Regions from separate parts of the Zea mays genome. Here region 2 is linked to region 1. Evidence: chromatin contacts called from public Hi-C data. All regions are on one chromosome and are shown on one strand. Each heading gives the region's core, a stretch centred on a gene start, on an enhancer-like site or on the middle of the called end of the contact. The rest is flanking DNA. Distances are from core to core; before and after follow the strand shown.

Region 1 (6,931 bases), core at 3,281-5,780:
CTAGATGGCTACAACGTTAGGCCATCCTCAACAGATCTCTTATCTTATCTACTATTTAAAACTTTACTCTGTCAACTGTGTTATCTACAGTGTCATGTCCTATATTTTATATGATCCACCGAAGAAGACGGCCTGAGGATGACTTGACATACGAGATACATTAAGCAGTCGAATAAGACAGCAAGGCGACGGACACATACTTGGTAGTAGATATAGGCGTGATTGGTTGCCTCCATGGACCCTGTTGTTTGGTTGTCTGTATCTTTTACTGCATAAGGCTGACCAGGTCCAAATAGTGCCTTAGGATCATGCTGATCAGCAGGAGCGATCATTTTGGCCATATGGACTCAACCAAGCATGGACACAGAAATCAAGACCATGTTTTAATTAGTTTCTTGTTATATCTATTTATTAATGCATCTAATTAAGAAACAGATTTCAATTTTGTGTACCTGATATTTTTTAAACAAAACCAAACCTTACTTGCTATATGAATCTTTTTTTGGCTTTTTTTCTGATGCAACGAACCAATCAAAATCTAGCTAGACCTGGCAGAACCCATAAACAAAACTAACTAAATAAGTCTGGTCCATTGTATACATGTCTAACTATGTCTGGCTCTAAATCTCATAGAGCCTAAACTGGACCACCTAAACCAATCATGCCCATAGTGGGGGTAAGCTTGTCAGCTGTCGGTGATGAAGGATTGAGATGTGGCATGTCGTTTGAAGTAAGATAAAGGATTGGGAGATGATGACATGGTGTTTGAAGAAAGATAAAAGGTGGACATATTGAAGAAGCTAGGTAGATGAATGCTCACAAAGTTTTGGGTTTTAAGCAAGGTTTTAAATAGCCCCGGTTCGGGTTATTGCTGGTTGACCGCCAGAGATAAGAGTGTGGCTGGCATCGTCCAAACCACAGACGAGCTCTGCGTAGGAAGTAGGAACCCTCCCCGCGGCTGAGGATCAGGGCAGCTCGGAGCACGCAGCTGAGTGAATCGGGAAGGCTGGGGATCGTGGAGATTGATCGATCGTATACCAAGTAACCCATGGACAGGCGGCTTTATTTGTCGGTACAGGAAATAATGCCGCAGGGAGCACATCTCTTACATGCATCTGCTGCACACCATGGGACAGGGGGTTGGCGATGTGCAGATTGGGCTATTATTGTTTCGGACGTAGGGATGGAGTGATGAGAACGGCGAACGTGGGCCTGATTGGTTGGTTTCTCTTACCAACCTGGTTGTGTGAGCCAGGATTATTGAAGCCTGGCTCCAGAGATACGCGTATCTGGTGAGTCTGGCTCAGGATGCTTTAAAAATCGTGCGAGCTTGGATCCAAATTTATATACAGGCAACCAAACACAGAGCTCGCACGTGCATAGCCTGTCTCACAGCAACCAAACAGTAGCTACCCGCATTCCGCGATGCAAGCACGCGCAGGTGCAGGCAACCAAACACACCCTAAGTGACGATGGCGGTGGAAGTGAAAATAAACAGGTCGGCGGACGAGTGGCGGCCGGGGACTGGGGGAGGCCCTCGAGGGCAACCGCAGGGCGCTCGAGGTCGAGGGCCTCCACGCAGGATTTACAGTTTCGGAGAGAAAAAATTTCGGACCCCAACGAAAAGGAAATTTCCGAAATCTTAAATAGATTTAAGTTTTTTAAAAATGATACATTTTATATTAAAAAAAGGCCAATTTCGTAAACATATATTTTTTGGACCCACCAAAATCAAGAAAATTCCAGAGATTTCCGTCCGAGATTGTAAACCCCAGCCTATTGATCAAACGTGATTCTGCGCTGCCTACTACGATCGCCAGGTCCGTCCACGACCGCCGACTGCGGATCGTCAGGTCAGTATGCAGCTCAACGTGATTCAACTCGCATCCAACGGCAGGTCGGGATCGTCGAGCGCGGATCGTCAGGTATGCCTGCTCTGCTGTCATGGTTTGCGTTGTTTTTCCCATGTCAATCGGTCACGGCCTCATAGCGGATCATGGACTGCATTGTTTTGAACTAGTAGCTGGTGCGCGCCCTTGGGCGCGCTTTATCACGGATATAAGCTAGATTATAAGTGTTGTTATTATAGAGAAAAAAATATGTATAGAAATTGGTCCCAACTTTAATATATAGAAATTGGTGCACGTGCTCATTAAAGCAAGGGTACATGTTTCTGTTATGGCTGGATGAAACATTGTCCAACAGTTGCGTACTGCTTCAAAATTTTCTTTTCTCGGCCAGGGATGATGCAAATAGATTGGGAATAGGCTTATACATTAATTTGGGTGTGGTTCGTCAGTGAACTGTCCTCTCCTCCCTTTATACTTTGCATCTGATTAGAATGGTTTGAACCGCACTTGTTTCCTGATTAGAATACTTTGCATCTGATTGCACGTGATTTTGGGTTTGAGGGATGAAGATGAGAGAAAGAAAAAGAGGGATGTGCATGAGAATGCAAATGTGCTGAAAAGACTTGGTTGAGCAGGAGGGTGGATATTCAAAGTGCAGACATTCCTCACTGCGTTGTGAACTCACTAATAAACTATGACCTGTGAACTCAGTCATGTCTGCCTCTAATGTGAGCTGTGAACTCACTAGTATGAGATGTGAACCTCTAGTTTGGAAAAAAAATGTGGCTCTCAATTTGCAAAGATGGTCCTGTGCAATTTTCACATTACATCAGCAGTGGTGCTCAATTTTCAAAGGTTACGCTGTCCCATACTACTAGTGATGTAACTCCCAGAAAAGCAGCATTGATTGAACAGCAGATCACAGAACATGTAGGGATCAGATCGGTGGTGGAAAGAGTGCCTCAAAATAATAGCACAGTCCAGTTCAATATGATGATTTTCTGAGTTTCATTTTTTACATGGGTTAAGTCAGTTAAACATTTTCTTTGCCGCTGTCAAATTCTTTTGAATTCTCAAGATTATACTCCAAAATTCTTTTCAATACAATGTCGCACAATACTCATTACTTTGCCAGCATTGCATTCTCGAGAATACACTGTCGATACTACATTCTCAAACAATCAATTACGTTGTCAACCATGGGATCTAAAATTGAGGTACATTATTGCATTCACTCCGTCTGGACTCTGGAGTCACATGACTCTGAAGATGCCCCTTACAGGTAGCATCAAGCACCCAAACAGCACCCTGTATTGCAAGTTTCAACTAGGAACCTCATCCAGCACCAGCACGCCCTTGCTCTGAAATCGATTTTTGCACAACTAGAATCTCACAATGTAGCTCAGAAGAAGACCGCGCTGGATGCAGAGGTACTCCTGTTTCTGTAGAAGAAAATACAAGCAGAAACAACAGGAGGTACTTGCACCGGGTCTCGTCGACAAACAGCCTATTTGCCAGCTGACAGAGACGCCGGCGGCGAGCGGTACCAGAGAGAGAGGCGGAGATGATGGTAGCTTAGCAACACCTACAAGATGCGGTGACGTCGCTGGCGAGCAGAAGCAGAGTCGCGGGCGAAGGGGGTAGGGATGGCATCTGGTACATTTTACCCGCGTGCCCGCGCGTAAAAGCCCTATAGGATGCGGGTTTGGGTGTGAGTTTGTACCCGTGTGTACGGAAACGGGTTTGATTCTCAACCCGACGGGTTTTTTCTCGTGGGTATGAAAATGTTGTACCAGTGTCCGCAAACCCACATACCCGCGTGTGTGTCTGTGTAGACTGTAGAGCACATGCATCTCAATTTAGTGCCACCCCGAAAGCTTTGAATGAACAGAGTCAATCAAATGATATAAAAAAAGACTACAGGCGCTAGGGAACTCGTAAAACTTTTGGCTAAGATCGATACATGTTTTTATCAGTTTAATAAATATTTATTATATGACTGTGCCTGCGGATGTCATAAACCCGCGGGTAGCGGGTTTGGGTAACGTACGCTACCCGTCGCGGGTAGCGGGTGCGGGTTTAACATTAATCTTACGGGTATAGGTTTGTAATCTCTGTACCCGCGGGTTTTAAACCCGTTGCCATCCTAGAATGGGCAGCTTTTTTTCTAAACAGCTTTTTTGAAAATCTGTTGTGACAAGATTACTGTGGAGAATCTAAATATTATGATCATTACGTGCGGAAAAAATGAATGAGTCCTTAGAGTTTAGGATCTTAAAAGTGATGAATTTTTGCTATTACAATAGATCGTCCGATTCTATGTTCACGTTCGTTTTAGACTTTTAATAAAACGATTCTTATAAAAATAAATTGAAAAGTTAGACGTAACTGATAATAGAAGCTGAAAAAGAACTGAAAGAAACAAACTCAAAAAATGAGAACAGATAGGATCCTGGTGGATACAAGATCCAGAACGAGAGCCCGTAACCCGCGGGTGAAAAAGTACATCCTCAGTTCCCCACCCGCCGCACACAGACCGCCCCACCGGGTCTAACCCGAGAAACCCGCGGCCAGCCCCCGCAGGCCCGGACCCTGGCCCCCGGCCCTGTTGTCATCCTCCTGCGGCTCCCGCATCTCTAGCTCTCACGTGCGCACCGCCTGCTCGACGCAATTCCCCACTCGCCCACCAACCTTCCCGTCCCCGATGGCGATCATGGCGGCCACCGCCACTGCCGTGGCTTCCCCCTCCAGCTCCACCTCGCCAGGTCCCCTCCAACCCAGCCCCCGCTTCCTCCCTCCCGTCTCCACGCCCGCTCGCTGCCATCTCCTCCCCAAGCCGCGGCGGTGGTGCGCGCGCCTCCACATCGAGCGTCGGGTGGCCGTCGGCAGCGACGTGTCTTCGTCCCATGACGTGGCTGCCGAGGAGGCCGCTGCTGCGCCCAAGGTCGGGAAGCGCGTGCGCGTCACGGTGCCCGTCCGCGTCCACCACGTTGCCAAGGCGCCCGGCCTGGACCTGCGCGGCATGGAGGGCGTCGTCAAGCAGTACATCGGCGTTTGGAAGGGGAAGCGCATCACGGCCAATCTCCCATTCAAGGTAGAGTTCGAGCTCAAGCTGGACGGCCAGGACAAGCCGGTCCGGTTCATCACCCACCTCCGCGAGCAAGAGTTCGAGATCCTCGGGGAGGAATAGAGCTCTGGACTAGAGAATAACGCGCTCTCATCGGCGGCTGTGGCATCTGTATACTATTGTGTCTGCGCTAAAGAAGAACGTGGTCGAGGGTGCGGGGAGAATAGGAGATTGCAACTTTGCTAGTAAGTTCCTGTTTGTTTGCTTATTTGCGGTGCGCTTCTCCCCTCTCCACCCTTTAACATTGAAATTTTCATATGTGAGGATTGAGGAATTGTTCGATTGTTGATACTTATGATCCAAAGTAATTAAACTGAGGAATCTGTTCAGCATCACGTTCTGTTGATGTTCAAGACAAAATGTTACCTCTAGGAGTGAGCGATGCCGTGACATATGATGGAATGTATTGTAGTTAAGTTTGTTTGCCACTTGGATGATAAGAACTAGTTTGATCCTGGCTCAAACAGGAGGCATGTTGGCTGATTTTTCCAATTAAAATAAGAAGCCAATATATCTGTTGATAGCCATGCAAAATGAATAAAAATATGAGCATAGCTATTCTGTTATGAAATTCAGTCGCATCACTTTGTAATAAATCTACTCTTCAGATGTTTCTTGTTTTCCTTCATTACTTCTATAGCATTGGTCGTGAGTATTCTTTCGAGATCTACAACAACAGAAAGCAAGGGCAAAGATGCCAGCCCTGGCTTTCTCAGAACAGGCACTCCTCAAACTCATTTGCAGTGAATTTGACCAATATAAACTAGGCTGACCACTTAGGGGTCAAGACTAACTTGAATTTCTGATTCTTTGAGTTTAACCTGAGTATGCTCTGATTATATGATGCAATTTGTGAATCACACCTAACTTAAATTCTGCAGCAATATTCCTGATAACATTTCTTACTCTCCTAGAGACTTTATTACTGCGCGTTGGATATTTTGTCTTCTTTTTTTAGCTTTCATGCATTCTATTCTTGTTTCTTGATGTGGGGTTGCACAGCCTAAAAAGACTCCCCTTTGGTTTTGACAAAAGTTCCAATCTTGTCATATGATATTCTTTTACAGGGAATGTATGTATTTAGAGTTGAATTATCAGTGGCCTGTTCTAATGATGATTTCACCATTACAAGTTTTGCATCAATCCTTCTGTTCTAGTGATGATCTAATGATTAATGTTCCAGTGCATTTGTTTGTGTGCTGCATGCAATTTCTAAATCTCACAATGTGAGTTTTCTTAACAAAATGACCGTTTCTATTATTTTACGTTGCTTATGTGCCAACACATTCATTTTACAGAAAATGCACAAGCGGTCATCTTCTGACCAAGCACTCATCTACTCGTATATGCAAAATACATGGTTATATTCATATGCATACGCTCACATGTGTGTCTACAGATCTTTTCTATCACACTATTAATTAAAATTTATGAAATCTTAATTTACCATGAATAAATAGTATCAGAAGGAGCAAATTGAGATATTTTCTCAATGGACAATGGGTAATAACTTGAAGAAACAGCTGTCCATTATGCTTGATGTTTCCACTAATAGACCGAAAATGTTATTAGGGCTAGTTTGGGAATCTCATTTTTCCAACGGATTTAATTAGTTCATTTTCCCTTGGGAAAATGAAAATCCCTTGGAAAAATGGAGTTCCCAAACTAGTCCTTATATGGTTATTGGACTTCTCTGCCAAGTATTCTTGTGTGCTGTTTGATTTGTTGAAAGCATAATTGACAAGTTAGAACTTAGAACAATCAATGAATGATCTTTTGGGCTGCCACATAATGTTTCCTTCAATCTAGTTACCACTCGTTCAGTTATGTTATGAGTGACTCAGATGGGTGTTGAAGGATATTTGTTCAATTCAACCTATGTTTATGTCTTCGTATTGGACAAAATGTCTGCAGACAGCTCGCTGGTGGGCACAGGTGTTTGGATTTCAAAGCG
Region 2 (6,931 bases), core at 2,868-5,367, 180 kb after region 1:
TGTATTAAGGAGGTGGCACCTGCTGTCTTGGGTATGGTGCCCAAGCGCATTGCTTCTAGGCGCCTGGTCAAAGACACCTTGCCTGATCTCAATTGGTTGGCTGATCTGAGGGGGGCTATTTCTGTTACAGCCCTTGCTAATCTCATGGACCTTTGTGACTTGCTAGAGGGGATGGTTCTTCAGCCGGATGTTCCCGATGTGCATGCCTGGAGGTTCAGTGAATCGGGTGAATACTCGGCTAGTTCAGCTTACAGGACTTTGCTTCTTGGCTCTGTTAGCTTTGAGCCTGCTGAACGCATTTGGAAATCCTGGGCTCCAGGAAAGTGTAAATTCTTCCTCTGGCTTGTGGAGCACGATAGATGTTGGACGGCTGACAGACTTGCTAAGCGTAGCCTGGATCACCCGGAGTCTTGCCCTTTATGCGACCAGATGGAAGAAACTATCAACCATTTGCTGGTTCAGTGCAGTTTTGCAAAACAGTTTTGGTTCAGCCTTCTGCGGTCAGGTGGTTTCCAGGAGCTCTGCCCTTCCCATGATGACGTCTGTTTTGAAACCTGGTGGAGGAATAGTGCTGCCAGGGTGGGCAAACCTTTATCCAAGGGATTCAATTCTCTAGTCATTTTGGGTGCATGGTCTTTGTGGAATCATAGAAATAGGTGTGTTTTTGATAATTGTAACCCTAGCGCTGCGGTGGTGTTGGCAGCTGCAAGGGAGGAGTTAATGGGTTGGCGTATGGCTGGAGCCAAAGCGCTCTCTTTCTTCCATTTAGAAGAGGTGTCTTAGTTGTTTGGGGTGTGTTTTTGGTTTTGGTTTGCCAAATGTAACACCTTTGTACCGGGGTTTTTTCTCCCCATTTTATTCTTCTTCTTAATACAAAAATACGCAGCTCTCCTGCGTATTCAAGAAAAAAACTTATACACTTCAACATACAACACCACAGAGTTTAGGCTGAATTTTAGTACACTGGACACATGAAAATGATGGACAGAAACTTGTCTTGGAAAGTACCTTAAACCTACCACAGCCAAAGTCTGGTCAAAGATGTATCTTGGTCTCTTGGAGGAACTGTGTATGTACTGTACGTAGTAACTTATAGTACCAAACATTCCTACAAAAGCGTCAAACCCACTGATGTATTTCCAAATGAATCAGTGACAAGAGAAATCAAACAACATGTTATAGAGGGAAATGTGGTGACCTAGCTACCTATCCAGATGCACACACAAAGGCATGCGACAAGGAGACCGATATGGGTAATATTTATTACTGCAAGAAAAGGGGATGCAAAGAGTATCCCATAAACAAGAAAGCAGGAGGTAAGACAAGATCCGCCAAGCTCATACTAAGTGATACATTTCTCGCACAAGAAAGTAACACAAAAGAGGACTGCTTAACAGATTATCCTCCCTTAACGTAAATTTCTAACACACCGATTTTTACTCCAATTTGAGGATGATAATGATACCTATCTTGAGTAAAAAAATGTTGACATTTTGCATCAGATACTGACACCTAAGTTTTTCAGCATTAACATTATATGTCAGGGGGACACTAGACATGATTAGGGGTGGTAATGGGATCTAGAGTTTACACTACAAACTTTAAGGATCGAATCGGATTAGAATCGGACCATATTCCTATTCATTTTTGAACTACATTTATTTAAGGGCCCTAACTTTTTGTGAAGGGGCATTTGGATCGTGATCCATTACCACCCCTAGACATGATAGAACCATTATTCCGGTTGAAGCACAGAGCTTGCTTAAATACATAGCATTATACTAGAGAAAACCAAGAGAATAGAACATAACAAGTTAAACAGTTACTAGGATTCAAAAGAAAAATTACAACCAAGTATACCTCAAGAATACAAAATACATCAGTGAAAAGAAATGTTACTTTTCTTGTAACTTTTAGTTTATTTCAAAGAATACTGGTTCCTTTTATCACCAAGAACATATCACAATTTTCTCCCAACAATCTGTCTAATACACATTTGTTTACTCAAAGATTTTGGCTATATTGTTGACAAATTCTATCTAAATCATGTAATGGAGATGCCAAGATATTTAAATTTTGTTTAGTTTAAGATCTGCTGAAGAAATTATGTATTTCTTATTTTTCTTGTAGTATGCAACCAAAGCTGCTTACAAGCAGCAGGGCTCCATAGAAGTTGTTTATATGGAACACACAAAGCTGATTTCTTTTTTCTATTATTTTGAAGGCTAGATAGTATAGCATAAACGCTGTGCAAAACATTCTGAGTTCATGAATTAATACACTGCACTTTCAGTAAGACATGCTCCAAATTCGGATGTGATGTCCAAAAAGCCTTGCAATATCTTTTCTACATGTCCATTGAAGGTTGTTCTTAGTCTCTTACATTTCAAATATTCAACTGATGTAACTCAAAACTTCACTTGAAGCCAATAGATACATGAGGCCAACAATATACTGTTCTAATATCAGCAACAGAAGGACAAAAAATATCATTTTTTAAAATAAAGCAGCACTGCAGGCAAGAACCGACTTCAGGTCTACCATAATGTAGAAAGGCGAAATAATGTTTGGTCATCCAACTATCCCCTAATACATGTACCAGTGAAATTAATTTTATTGTGGTCCAACGAGTGCCTCCATTTAACTATATGATGCCCTAACACATCACAAAGGGTCAAAGTTTGCAAACATTGAGAAATGAATTGGTGCATTCATATGTAGAGTTAGCTGTCAAAGAATACCATTGAACATGCATTTCATTCAAAAGTGTAACTTTCCATTTACTGGTAATACACTCTAGTTATACTTATGGCCAAGTTTAAAATCATGTCTAGAGGACTGGGGCTCCATATTATGAAACAGGAGTTGTAGAATAAAACCAGGGCCCAAGGTTTGATATTTTGAGGTTGATACAATATTTGAATTAAAAACGTTATAAGGCCAACTTTTTTTTTTTGACAAGCACGTGATGAATCAGGTGTCACATATATTCAGGATAAGTTACAAGGGAAAAGTGACAAGTGGACAAAAGTAGACAATGCACCTCACTCAATCTCAATTTGCTGAGGTGCATCATTTTGATCTGCCTCACTTGATTCTTCAGAGCTGTTTTCCTCAGCTATTCCAGAAGCCTCCACTGTCCGACTTATCCATTCCTTGAGAGGATCCTCATTCAGGTCAAGCCTCAAGAGGCCAGCAAACACACCACCCATGAATGCTACTGGCTCCTACAGACAGTGCATTTAGAGTATCGTCATCTGGTCTTGCTTCAGCGAGCAAGAAAAGTAAGTTCTAGACTGAAGACGTATTGGTATTGTTTGAGGAATAGCTACTCTTCCTGAAACGACCTCTGCAATTTTCTTTCCACAAAGCATTCTGATTCCCAAAGTTGATTAGATTGGGAGAACCAAATAACAGTGAAGTATGAAACAATATGCCTAAATATCTCAAGCTTAGGTTTCAATTTTGTTAGTTTCACCTTAATAATGGCCACTGAAAAGCTTAATCAAAAGTTAATCTACATTGAAACAACACTGAATTTTTCGACTGTTGCATATACTCCCCCTCTCACCTTTTCAAGGATAAACTTTGCAAGCATACAGTCATACACACGACTAAACGGGTATTGAAACTCAAACTGCAGGTACCAAACTATCAGGTGTAAGAGTCGGACTGAATGGTCAATTTCACATACCCACACGAGAAGCTATGTGTACAATGACCAAGTTGGAGCAATCCCCAATCCCGGGTTAATAAAAGGGCTGAAGACAGGTGGAGAAAATTTACCTTGATGGCTTCTCGGAGGATGCGCTCATCCCCGAGAGGGTTGAAGAAAGCTCGCACGACCCCTGCAGCTCCCCTCCTCCTCATCGTCGTCCACCCAGCAACCGCATGGAGGCACCTCCTCTGCGCCAACTACAGGCGACAGTTAAGCTCGTGCAAATGCAAAAGTACGCGAGGGTTCCTGTTCTAAGCTTGATACTGTACGGCTTTACCTTGGCTGGAACTGCCGGCCTGGGGCGGAGCAGTGCAGTGGCAGCAGCCGTAGAAGTCGCCATGGATAATAGCGAGCAAACTACTGTTCGACCATTCGAGACGTTTCCTCAGTTCCCTGCCTCGCAGCCGGAGGCAGCGAAGGATATTATCTGAACGGTGGATCCGTGGTTGGATGGGCCGGGGCAGCGCCGCAGGCCCGGAGCCGCGCGAGTCGGGGCTGGCGGGCCAGACGATCCCGGCCCCTGACTGACAGAATTCGTGCCTGGTTTGAGAAGGTTCGGTCAATCTCTGAAGCCCCGAGCGCGAGGCCGCTTCAGATGGGCGGGCTCCTGGCAATCTGTGGCGTCAGGCCTCGACCGAGCAGCGGACACTGGGTGTTTCGCTGCTGGACCGTGCGCAGTAGGCTGTGTGTGGGCTGAGCCGGCACTCCTCTGCTTCTTGCCGACGTGCAACAACGCCGTCGGATCGGGGCCCGAGCCCGACCTCGACGTGCCCCACCGACCAAGGTGATAATTTTTTTAAAAAAAATCTATATATTTTCCATACTTGATTTTTACAAAAATAATTTCCAGTGTCAAAATTTTGCAAATATAACTTTCTCTGCCGATTTACATTCCTGTCATTTTGGATGGCGGTATTGAGGTAAGAATGTAATTGAGTTGGTGGAAGCACGCTTCCCGCTAGGATGAAACTTTGGTTACCGCCACTAGAACTAGACACTTCATATGGTGGTCTTCATAATAGTTTTGTTATATATTTTTGTCAAGAACGAATGACTAGAGGTTTCAAAAACATCTATGTTGGTATCATGGGATGGATTAAAACTGTTTGGGATTGTTGCCGCCGTAATCTATAGAGACAAAATACTATAAAAAAACAGAAGCCGGTGGATTAAAACCGCAGCAAATAATTAGTGTCGAACCAATTTAATTGAAAATACAAACTTAGTTAAATTTTAAAAAGATTAACCGATAGAAACGCCATAGCAACATCTTTTTAAGAGATACTATATTCGTTCTCGAATATTTGTTGACGGCTAAGTCCGCTCATGTTTAAGATCCTCCAAGTCGGGTCACCCCTCCTCTTTTTATAAGCCAAAGAGGGGGTTGGCCAGCGGTGGCTTCCTCAAGAAGGAGCCACCGAGCGATGGTAAAATCGAGTGTTCTACCATGGGGTAAGGCCACATGTGCTCGTGGGCCCAAGGTCGCCTTGCTGTCATGTACTCTTTATGGTGGACGGCGCAGGCAGCGTGGGGTCCGAACGCCATCATTCGGGCTATGTTGACTCCCGACCTTCGTAGCCTGGGGCTCGGCGTGTTTTGTCGTGTTGTGCCCTGACAGAGGTCTGCGCACTTAGGCCTAGTCCCGGTAGGTCATGAGTGCGTTGTTGGTCGTGGGGTGCGTGGGCCATAAATATGCCACAGTCTATGTGTTTGTAGATCGTGAGTGCTCTATGGTCTAAGGGAAAGGGGCTCATAGGCTATGAGTGGGAGGGGACTAGCGCCTTTGCTGTGGCTCGGCGCCAGACGCAGTTAATGCGGCCGATCACTTGTGACAGATCGGTCTCGGACCAAGTGAGGGATCCACTCGAGTGATTTCTCTTCGTACGCCCACCCCCTGTTAGACTCCGCCACGTCCGACACCGGGCTCGGTGCCGCGAGGCTCGTTCGGTGGCGGGTTCCTCCTGGGTAGACGCTACCTGTCTCCTCCAGCTGACCGATAAGCTCCAGTTCCCAGTGGCTTTTCCCGGACACGCTCTCTGACCAATGGCCCCCAGAGACCGAGGATCTTATCCTGACAACTTACTAACACTTTTTAGATATTTCTAGCTTTGTTTTTATTTTTATTTTTTGAAAAAGGGGTTTTCCTAAGAGGAACTCCCAAAGTCTCTCTATATTTTTTTTCCTAAATAATATGAATAGAGATTTTTTAAAAAAATATCATCCAACAAATTATTTAAATGTTATTCAAATATAATCATATTTATTCTGGATTTCTCGCTAGCTTAAGATAGAAAATATGTTTAAGATAGAAAATATGAATGGCTCTCTAGAGTGCGAACAAATTATAAAAAGGCTGTTAAAAATCGAAAAGATATAGAAATTGATTTGTATACAAATGACTCACTAAATGACAATTTAGGTAGTGAAATTTAGAAAGACCTCCATCACTCTGCTAGCTCTCGGCGCTGCATCTGTGCATGTTCCCGTTTCTTGCGCACCAGCCGCCTGCGCGGCTGCGCCTGCTGATGCGGCGCAGATAGCAACATCTACAGTTTCCACTTTTTCACACACATTGTATGATGAGTAGGAAGCTTCCTACGGTACTTGTAGAGACGTATTTCAGGGACATTATATAGCAGTAGTATAAATTTAGCCTACCATTTATCAAACGATCCGTATTAATTATGTTTATGATAGTGTCTAATTAGTAAGTAAAGTGAGGATACATATGTATTTCTTTATATGTTCTAAAATCTCTAGATATATTATTAAATAGGACTGAGGGACTTACTACTACTACTAGTAGTAATAAATAATGACTCTGTATACTTAGGTCCTGTTTGGGAACAAAGTTTTTGAAAACTACAGTTTTTGAAATACTATACTATACTTTAGTTATGACAATACCGTAGTTTATAATACCGCAGTTTTGAAAACTGAGGTCCAGAGCTAAGTTTAGAATGCCTTAAAACAACTATAATATTTGCAATACTTCAGTTTTGAAAACAGAGATTTTACCCAGCTTGCCAAACACCATTATGTATATAATACTGCAGTATTTGAGAATACTGCAGTATTCTTCCAAAACTGCAGAAAAACTTTGTTCCCAAACACCCCCTTAGTGAGGGATGTATCATGTAGATACGTCAGAAATTAAAGCTATTGTATGCGCTCAAACAGTTCGTGAAAACACCAGAGAAAATCAAACCACGG

What was found. A called contact is a pair of places that touch in the nucleus more often than the background predicts.
Region 2: a Hi-C map of ear shows a contact between it and region 1, with 1.9 times the contacts expected there. The contact joins the promoter of LOC100276454 here to the promoter of LOC100193300 in region 1. A contact is called at or near these places in 2 of 25 Hi-C or Micro-C datasets (ear and tassel).

Annotation. Positions count from the first base shown.
Region 1 is chr2:25,203,917-25,210,847 of Zm-B73-REFERENCE-NAM-5.0, forward strand. LOC100193300 reads left to right here and starts at 4,531. Exons shown (of 4, transcript NR_159664.1): 1 at 4,531-5,162; 2 at 6,892-6,931.
Region 2 is chr2:25,384,812-25,391,742 of Zm-B73-REFERENCE-NAM-5.0, forward strand. It overlaps LOC100276454 (UPF0426 protein chloroplastic), which reads right to left and starts at 4,118. Exons shown (of 4, transcript NM_001406936.1): 1 at 3,996-4,118; 2 at 3,787-3,915; 3 at 3,044-3,227. The coding sequence starts at 4,058. The coding sequence ends at 3,045.